2 separate regions of the Bactrocera dorsalis genome follow, and region 1 is linked to region 2. The links are chromatin contacts, called in public Hi-C maps. All regions are on one chromosome and are shown on one strand. The core of a region is the stretch at or near the end of the contact, and the rest is flanking DNA. Distances in the headings are between cores, read along the strand shown. Region 1 holds the start of LOC125776532 (homeobox protein H17). Region 2 holds the start of LOC105227525 (muscle segmentation homeobox).

What was found. A called contact is a pair of places that touch in the nucleus more often than the background predicts.
Region 1: a Hi-C map of whole body shows a contact between it and region 2, with 4 times the contacts expected there. The contact joins the promoter of LOC125776532 here to the promoter of LOC105227525 in region 2. A contact is called at or near these places in 2 of 2 Hi-C or Micro-C datasets (both in whole body).

What each region holds. Positions count from the first base shown.
Region 1 is chr2:10,909,987-10,914,631 of ASM2337382v1, forward strand. LOC125776532 (homeobox protein H17) reads right to left here and starts at 2,886. Exons shown (of 2, transcript XM_049449076.1): 1 at 2,760-2,886. The coding sequence starts at 2,886.
Region 2 is chr2:10,708,308-10,712,683 of ASM2337382v1, forward strand. It overlaps LOC105227525 (muscle segmentation homeobox), which reads right to left and starts at 2,231. Exons shown (of 1, transcript XM_011206886.4): 1 at 1-2,231. The coding sequence starts at 1,282.

The sequences.
Region 1 (4,645 bases), core at 1,636-4,135, 200 kb after region 2:
ACCGTTTAGAATATATTTTTATATACAGCATAACTACGAATTAACGTCTCAATACCTTAATTAACTTTTTAACCCTTTGCCGCCTATTTAACGGCACACTCGTATATATTAGTTGTAAGTGAAGTGAAACTCATTAAAATCACTGGCGTTTAAATTTCCATTAAAATTAATTTCTGCAATTTTAAAATTAATTTGTGAGACAATCACACGCGAATCACTCACCGCACACACACGCATATACACTCAGAGCGGCAATTTTTCCATTAACCGTAAATCAAAAAACAGCAAAAAAATGCGCGAAAAAAACGTTTAATTGCACATTAACGAAAGTCCGCCGAGTCGGCTGACGCACGAACAGCGTTTAGCGGTGAATTGACTTTTATGGCGCATACCACAGATTAACTCACATTAATTGCCACAAAACTATTTGTAAGCAAAAGTTGTATGCACAAATGCAGCGGCGATTTATAGTACACGAGTGTGTTTGTATGTGTCTGTGTGTGTGTGTGTGTGGGCAAATTAAATATGTGCAATAAATACATGTGTAATTAAATGGCAAAACAATTAAGCAATAGTTACACAGCTTTACTTTTTGGCATGACAAGCTGGTGCAGCACAAAAAACTGCAACAACAATTACAGCTACAACAAAAAGCAAGAGGAGCACTGGGTGTCGCATTGCTGGCGAATGCAAGCGAGCAATAATTGACATATTAGGCACTGGTGGGCCGTATAACCAAAGCAACAAAAACAATGCCAACAACAACAACAACAAAGACAATGACAACAACAACTATAAAAATATCGACAACAACATCAAAAGCAGCACGACCACCAGAAACAACAGCAACAACATCAAAAACAGCACTACCACCAAAAACAATAGCAGCAGCAACAACAACTAGACATGGCAACTAACAGCCGTCGGCGTTTAGAAAACGAAATTCGCCTGCAGTGTGTAGCGCTATGCGCGCAGTTACGTGCAACATGACAAATTTGGTATTAATTAAAAAAGCAGCGAAGTTATGACATCTCGCAGCAACAACAACAACAACAGCAGTAAAAATTGCAATTCGTGCAATGCATGCGATCGATCAGTTGCCACAATTGGCGACAATTGTAACATAAAAACATGTGTTTGTATGTGTATATCATATCATGTGGCAAGCACATGAATATTTTGGTGGCAAGCTACCGGCATGATACCAATATCAATAGCTGATAGCCGGCGATCGGCGGTTCGCCATGTGGAGCTTACATATCTACTGTTATGTAAGCGGCATTTCTATACATACATAAGTATATGAATGTATATATGTATAGTATATTAATATACATATATACATATATAGTGAGTGATATATATAATAAATATATGTAATAAGTTTCACTGGCCCGCTAGGGTCTGTTACTGTTTTTACTGTTGCTGCCGCTCAGCGCCAGTTATGGTTTATATTATATTTGTTGCATGCCACCATTGGAGTGATGGACTTACTACGGCAGCTGAGCGCATAATTGCAGGTTGGTGGACTTGCAAAATAGCCAAATGCGGTGCGCTAATATAACGCTGGTTGTTGTAAAGCAACAACAACAACAACAACGACATAAACAACAATAATAATAAAAACAACAACAACAAAAACATAAGGCAAACCATTGCGAAGTTGTTGTAATACAACAACAAAAAGCCCAACAACAACAACAAATAATAACAATTATAAGGGAAAAGAAATAAAACAGCTACACCAACAACAATTATAAAGCATGTTAATGGCATATAAAATGGTTGGCTTGCAAAAGGCTTTAATTAAAAGCTAATTGCGAGCAATTTGCAGCGCAATCCAACTCATTTTCCAGAAACTTTTCCACACTTAATACAACAACAACAACAAGTACAAAAAAATAACTAACAACTAATAGCCGTTGCAATACGTGTCTACCGTCAGTCTGACTGTCTGTCAGCTAGCAGTGTGTTAGTGCTTCCGAGTAGCACGTAGCGCGCTGCCGCCGCCGCCGCAGCTGCAGCAACACACGCGCTGCTGTCGATTGTTGATTTCATAATATGCCTACGACACTCTGGAGAACTCAAATTAATTGAAAATACTTCAACCAATTTTGGGCACAAAGCAAATAGATGCGTTGCAACTGTAACGTGGCAAGTGAAAAGTGACTGCCACGACAGCAACACAACAAAGGCAGCAACAACAGTCGTGGCAGCAGTGCAGTGAGACAAATGCAGCTGATTGACTGCCGAAAATGGAGTGAAATAAGCTGGAGATAAAGCAAATAAGTGAAACAGAAGCCCAGCAATGATTGGGCTCCAGTCGCCGCTTAACGGTCTGTGCCGTTGACTGTCACACACACACACACACACTTGCAGCGCTGACTGATTGTTAAATGGTAGTTAAATGTCACAATTTCCAGCTGTGGCATGCGAGACGCGTACTAATGCATGCCGCATGCAAGACACATGCCACCGGCCATCAAACAACAACAATAGTGGCAGCAGCAGCGCAAATATGCGGCGACAAAGTGTTTCACTCATTTTGAGCTTAACAACTCAGTAAACACATACACACACACACACAATTGTTGCACTTTGATGACACATTACTGCAAGCTGCAGACTGTTGCAGCTGAAGCGCCAAACGCTGTGTGGCAATAGCGTCGGCCATTGGCAGTTACAACATTTCTCATTGTTTTTGTTTTTGTTGTCGCTGTCATTTGTTTACTTGTTTGCAAGCAAATGTGTACACGTACTCGTCATCTTCATCGGCATCGCCATCACCAACGCCGCGCGATCGCCATCATCGCCACCATCGTCGTGCGCTAAGTACGCGTGTGTTGCTGCCAATCGCCGCTGGCCACGTTCGTGTGTTGCCCGCATTGGTCATACACACGTACGCACACACACACACTCAAGCGCTTATATGATTTGTAGGAAAGCAAACCCCATTCCAATGGCAATTAACGACAAATGACCAATTAATTTGTGCAATTTACAACAACAACAATAACTACAAGGTAAATTGCTGTGCTGTGCAAATATCCAAGTGTAGTGACAGCACTCGCTGCCTCGCTGTTTTTGGCAAATCTGGCTATCCACCTTTGTGATCGATGCGTCGCTGTTGGCATGAGCGATGACGGTGCAGCTGCACAACAGCTGTTTGGCAACTTGTTATTTTTTTATGGATACAGCGATTTTACTTTTTTCGATAAGCAATATAGTCAGTTGAAAGATTTTGAAAATTAATTTGAAATTATTGTAATTCGATCGTAAGGTATTCTGTACAATTTGCGGCTTGGAGAAAGCTTGTTGCAACTAAATGCAATCTGTGGCATCTCTGTGCCATTTTTAGAAATATTTGTTTCATACATGCATGTGTACTTATTTAAAAAACCAAATTCGTTTATTAATTTTTTAATTCTTCTGGAATATAGAACCCAGCAAGTCGCTGCTACCGGAACTCCAATGCATTGCAGGCATTGGTGCGAAAACTGGCATATACACACTGTGCAACACATAAGGCTTTTCAATAAGAAAGGAATTAGCGATCTAACGTGCCTAAGCGTTTCGATTGGAATTGTCAATCTGGTCTTAACAAACTCATAGAAACTTTAACCGAAATCTCTTGTAGGTATTGGATAGTTAACCGATAGTTAGCTGGTAGGGTTACTGGTTTCGAAAAATGTGTATATGCATTCGCATTTATTATTGTAATCCAATATTTAATTGATTACTAACCGGATAATTAATCGGTTACTTAACGGATAGTTGGCTAGTGGAGTTACTGGTTTCGAAATTTTTTTATATGTATTCGCATTTATTATTGTAATCCAATATTTTATTGATTAATAACCGGATAATTAACCGGTTACTTAACCGATAGTTGCCAGGTAGGGTTATTGGTTTCGAAAAATTTGTATATGTATTTGCCAATATTTTTATAATCCAATATTAAATTGATTGATAACCGGATAAATATCTTGTTACTTAACCGATAGTTGGCTGGTAGGGTACAACCAGCAACAACAACAAAGTGGCAACAGCGCAATAATTATAATACAATAAAAATGCCACAAAATGCAAACATGAAAAATAATAAAAAATTAAAATAATAAATTTTACACCCACACACACATAAATAAAAGTGAGGAGGAGAAGTGCTGAGGAGATAAGCCCAACGAAAATAAAATAATAAAAATATAATTGCAGTCAAATTAGTTTGTTGCATTTAAAATTGCGCGACATACGCCAAGGCAATAATAGCAAAATAATGGTGGCAGCAGCAACAACAACAAACACGCTAAAAAAACGACAACAATAACAAAAGTAAGCACAGCACAACAAAACGGCAAACAAATAAATTCGCAAATAAACACATTGCAAGTCGATTCCTTGTAATTTGTTGTTGTTGTGGCATAAACTTGCCAACGAGTGATGGCGAGCGCGGTGAAGCAAGTGGGTGGGGTGTGTGTGTTGCTTATTGTGGAGGGTGCCAGCTTATTTGCCGCGCTGCCATGAGGGTGTGTCTTAAGTCACGTTGTTGTTGTTGGTATTACCATTGTTTGCTTTTATTGGCTTGGCTTGAAGGCTGACTAGCTGACGAACAGCTGGACGGACGAACGGTTGCCAACAACGTGTT
Region 2 (4,376 bases), core at 981-3,480:
CGGCTGCGGCCAGCGCGCTAAACGGTGTCGGCCGTATGGGCACATGACCCGAGGCAGCCAATGCCGCTGGCGAAAGCAGATGCGGTGAGTTGGGCATATGAGCGCTAAGCGTTTCCGGTGATTTGCTGCTATCCATGCCGTCCGGTGTGGAACGCGGCGAATCATCCGCATTCATATCTTCAATATCCACTATCGAATCCTCCTCTTCATCATGTTCATGCTCACCATCGTGCTCGTGCTCATTGTAATCATCATCATACTCCAGCTCCGAGTCCACCGAGCTGCCGATGGGCGAGTGACGTTCATGTTTCGCCAGCAACGCTGTGGCCGATGAGGAGGAGGACGTGTCCGCGCTGGGGCCGCTCATATGTGTAGCGGGTGAGCCAAGACGTGATGTTGCCGCATGATGTTGTTGTTGCGCGTTGCTACTGCTACCGCTCTCCGTGGTAACTAGATTGGTAGGCGCTTCCGCTGAGCTGCTGCTCAACGTGTGGCGCAAGTGAGCCGTTGCGCCGTGCAAATGTGGCGCTGTGCCACTGTTGGCCGCTGCCGCGACCGCCGCCTGTTGTGCTGCAGCGGCGGCAGCCACCGCGGCGGCATGTTGTTGTTGCGCGTGTGCGGCTGCCGCGGCATGCAACAAATGCGCATGATGTGCCACGGCGGCGGAATGGAAGTGCGCGTGTGGATGCTGATGTGGCGGATGGTTGGCAGCGTGTGGCGCCAAAGGTTGCGTGCCATGTGCGGCGTTGGGTGAGGCGGGTGAGGAGCCTGCCGGCGAAACAGGTGACAACGTGACGGCTGGTGTGTGGCTGGACAAATTGCGCGGCTCCATTTGCATGCCGTCCGCGCTGTGGGTGCGTGAGGGGGACAAATTTGCTGCTGGTCGCGTGTCGGCTAAGAGTGAAGCGACGCTGAAATTACTCAGACGCGAGCTGGTTTTATTCAACTGATGCGGGTGACTATGCGGTGACTGTGTGTGTAGCGGCAACAATTGTTGCTGCAACGTTTGCTGTTGCTGATGTGTTAGGAGGAGTGTGGAGGGTGATGTGGGGCTGCTGTTGCTACCGCTGCGATTGAGACTTGTATTATTGTTGTTGCTGTTGCTGTTGCTGTTATTGTTGCCGCCAATTAGATGTGCGGGACTGACCACCAGCGTGCTGGGGCTGGTCATTGTCATGGTGGTGGTGATGGCGGCGGACGCTGTTTGCGGCGGTACCGTCGGGCTTGTCATGCTTGTGCGTAAACCAGTGACAGTCATTCCTGTGGATGACAGCTTTAACATGGGGCAGCGGGGTGGCGAAAGTGTAACTGGCGCTGGCGTTTCGTTAATTTTGCACAATATTAAATTTTAATTTTTTTTATAAATTTTTTATTTATACAATAAAAGATGTCACAGTGCACAACTGCTTGACTTCGAATACAACAACATATTTTTTACTGTTTCGTACTCTGCAAAGCGCTTGAGTTGACGTAATGAAATTTGTTCAACACTCCTGTGCGCTTTTTCGCAATTTTTTTTTGTTTTTACTTTCGGCTCACTGCAATTTTGTTCAATTTGTTTCAATTTTAATTTTTTGTTTTTGTATTTCGCTTTTCACGCTCAAATTGGCTTGTCACCTTTGTTGGCTTTGTCGCTTGCAAATTTGTTAGCTTTCAACTAAAGCGTTTTAATTAATCTTTAATTAATGACTAATGCGACCGTGCGCGCGCGTTCTCATTAACGTTACAACAAAACGAAAGCACCATGCATTTGCAGTCAGGATTTTAAAACCAGTTTTTGTAGTGTGTGTGTGTATGTGTTTATTTTTAATTAATTGTTTTTTTTTTTTTTTTTAATTTTTAACTGTAAAACAATTCCGACGTTTGCAATTTCTTATCAAAATCAAATAAAAAATATTCAAAATTGTTTTCGTATTCAACACTTATTAATCAAACGATTTGTCACTGCTTAATCGAGCCACTGGCTGTTTTACTTTGCTTTTGGCGTAGCGGTAAAATGTACGGCTGGCGAGCGTGCACAAACGAACGGACAACACATCCGTTTAAGATCACGACTGGTCTACAACTGAATTATTTTCATACTCACAAACCCAAGTGCCTGAGCATTGAGGCGTTTGTAGAAACAGAGCGAACTCGGTCGCTCCGCGCAACATGCACAGCCGACACTTACACACCAACACACATTCACCACCACCAGACCGGTTTGCTGTGGTGCACATGCGGTGGTAGCTCTGAGCAGCGCAACCGGCTGTGTGTGCGTGTTTCCATGTAGGTGAGCCTTGGAGCCCTAGTCATGCAAGCAAGCCTTCGACGAGGGTGGAAGGCAGGCTGCTGGCCAGTCATATGAGTCGAAACGTCCATTCATTGAAATACAGCGCTGAGGCATGTACCACCACCACCACTTATAACAGCGGCTACAACAAAAACAAAAACAGTTTCGATATTTTCAATATTCACAGCAGCGCTGGCCTTACGTTAATTTGCGAGTGCGAGCGTGTTGGCTATAGTTTTATGAGATGCTCGTATTCCGCACGGCAATGGACGCGAGCGCTAGAGTGTGTTGCTTCTAATTGGTTTATGCGTGCAATAACAAAAACAACGAAGTGTTAGACTATTGTAGTAAAAACAGTGAAGTACGTGTATGCGAGACTGATAGTGTTTGAGGAGATGGGAAGCGGTGCAAAAGTTGAGCTATTAAGTTGATTTTATATATTTTTCGAGATGCTGAGAGCAATTCGAAAACAATAGACTTCTTGAATGATGTAATTTGTTTTGATAACAGACATTGTAATATAACTGTATTGAAAATAATTATAATAAATAAAAAATAATAATAATTTAAAAAAAAATAAAGTAAATGCGTATAAAAAAATAATTTACAAAAGTGTATATGAATACCAAAAAAAAGGATTAGAAAAAATAAATAAAATATTTTACTCAACAAAAAAGCATACAAAAACAAAAATTTTAAAACAATTCTTTTTGACTACCTAATATAAATTGAAAATTTTTCAAAAAATGCAGATATAATTTCTTCAATAAAAAAATTCCAAAAAATGGTTTTTGACGGCCATTTCAAATCGAAAATCTTTCGAAAAATGTTTCATGATTTCCAAAAAAAATATTCGATCATTAGTATTTGACTGCCATTTAAAAGTCAAAAACTGTTTGCAAGAATTTCTCAATAAAATAGCTGTTGAAATAATAACAGTAATAAAACTGCAAACAAGCATAACAAATACGCGGCAACAAATTAAAACAAAAATTCATAATTTTTCACTACTACTTCATCGCGCTCTTGCTATTCTTTTCACACCCATCACCTGCCGCCCTTCACTAATTGCAGGCTCGCACGCGCTCTGTTACACTCGCATAAGCATGCTGCTCTCAAGTATTTTTTCATATATTTTGTTTTTTTTGTTCAACAACGGTATGTGTATCTATTGGATATTCATGCATATAAAAAAGCAAATGCAATTCCCCACTTGACTCGCTCACTTACTCACTCACTCACTCACTCACCGTTGATGGCAGACAATTGGAAGCGCGCACTGGTCACCGCCCCTTGTACTGTACTCACGAAAATGCAGCCGCACTCATACAAGCCAACTCACTCACTTCAACACACGTAAGCACACACTCATTTCTGGCATCCGTTAGTTGCGCTCACTTGTCTGCACTCAGCGCTGGAAACAGCCAACGTTTTCCAGTGTGGTGTGCTGTGGTGAGTTTGCTTTGGCAGTTTGCTTGTGTTTTTTTTTGTTGTTCGCTGCTCTCTAAAGGCGGAGAAATGTTGACAACCAGCCATTTAAAAGCGTCGATTGCTTCTAATTGCATTTATTGTCTTTGCAAAGTATTTTTTCTTTATTTTTATTTACGATGGATTACGTATGCAAGTCCATAAATGCATACATACGTATTTATACCCTGCAGGAAGTGGCAAATGACATAAATTTGTGTTTCATACGTTATATGAAATCTTAATAAGGGTTATGCATATGGTAATTGGTGAGCGAGATACCCTGACTTTATACATACATATGTAGACATATATGTATATATAATAGCAATACCATTTTAATAAAAATATTCTTTGGAAGTTAAGAATATTTACCAAAAATACTCGTGTTCATAAATATAAAAGGTTTCAATTTATTTAATGAGTGAATGAAAAATTTTGCAAATTTAGTTTATGGCTCTTATAATGTTGACTGTTTAACTATAGAATCGAACATATGTATATAATTTTATGGAATAAATGGGTCTCGGGTAGGAAAATGCTTAATAATAAAATCTTTTTGTGATGAGAATATGATTCTATTATAAAAAATTGCATACTTGTTTAAGAGGGAGAAACTTTTTTGAACTAAAAAATC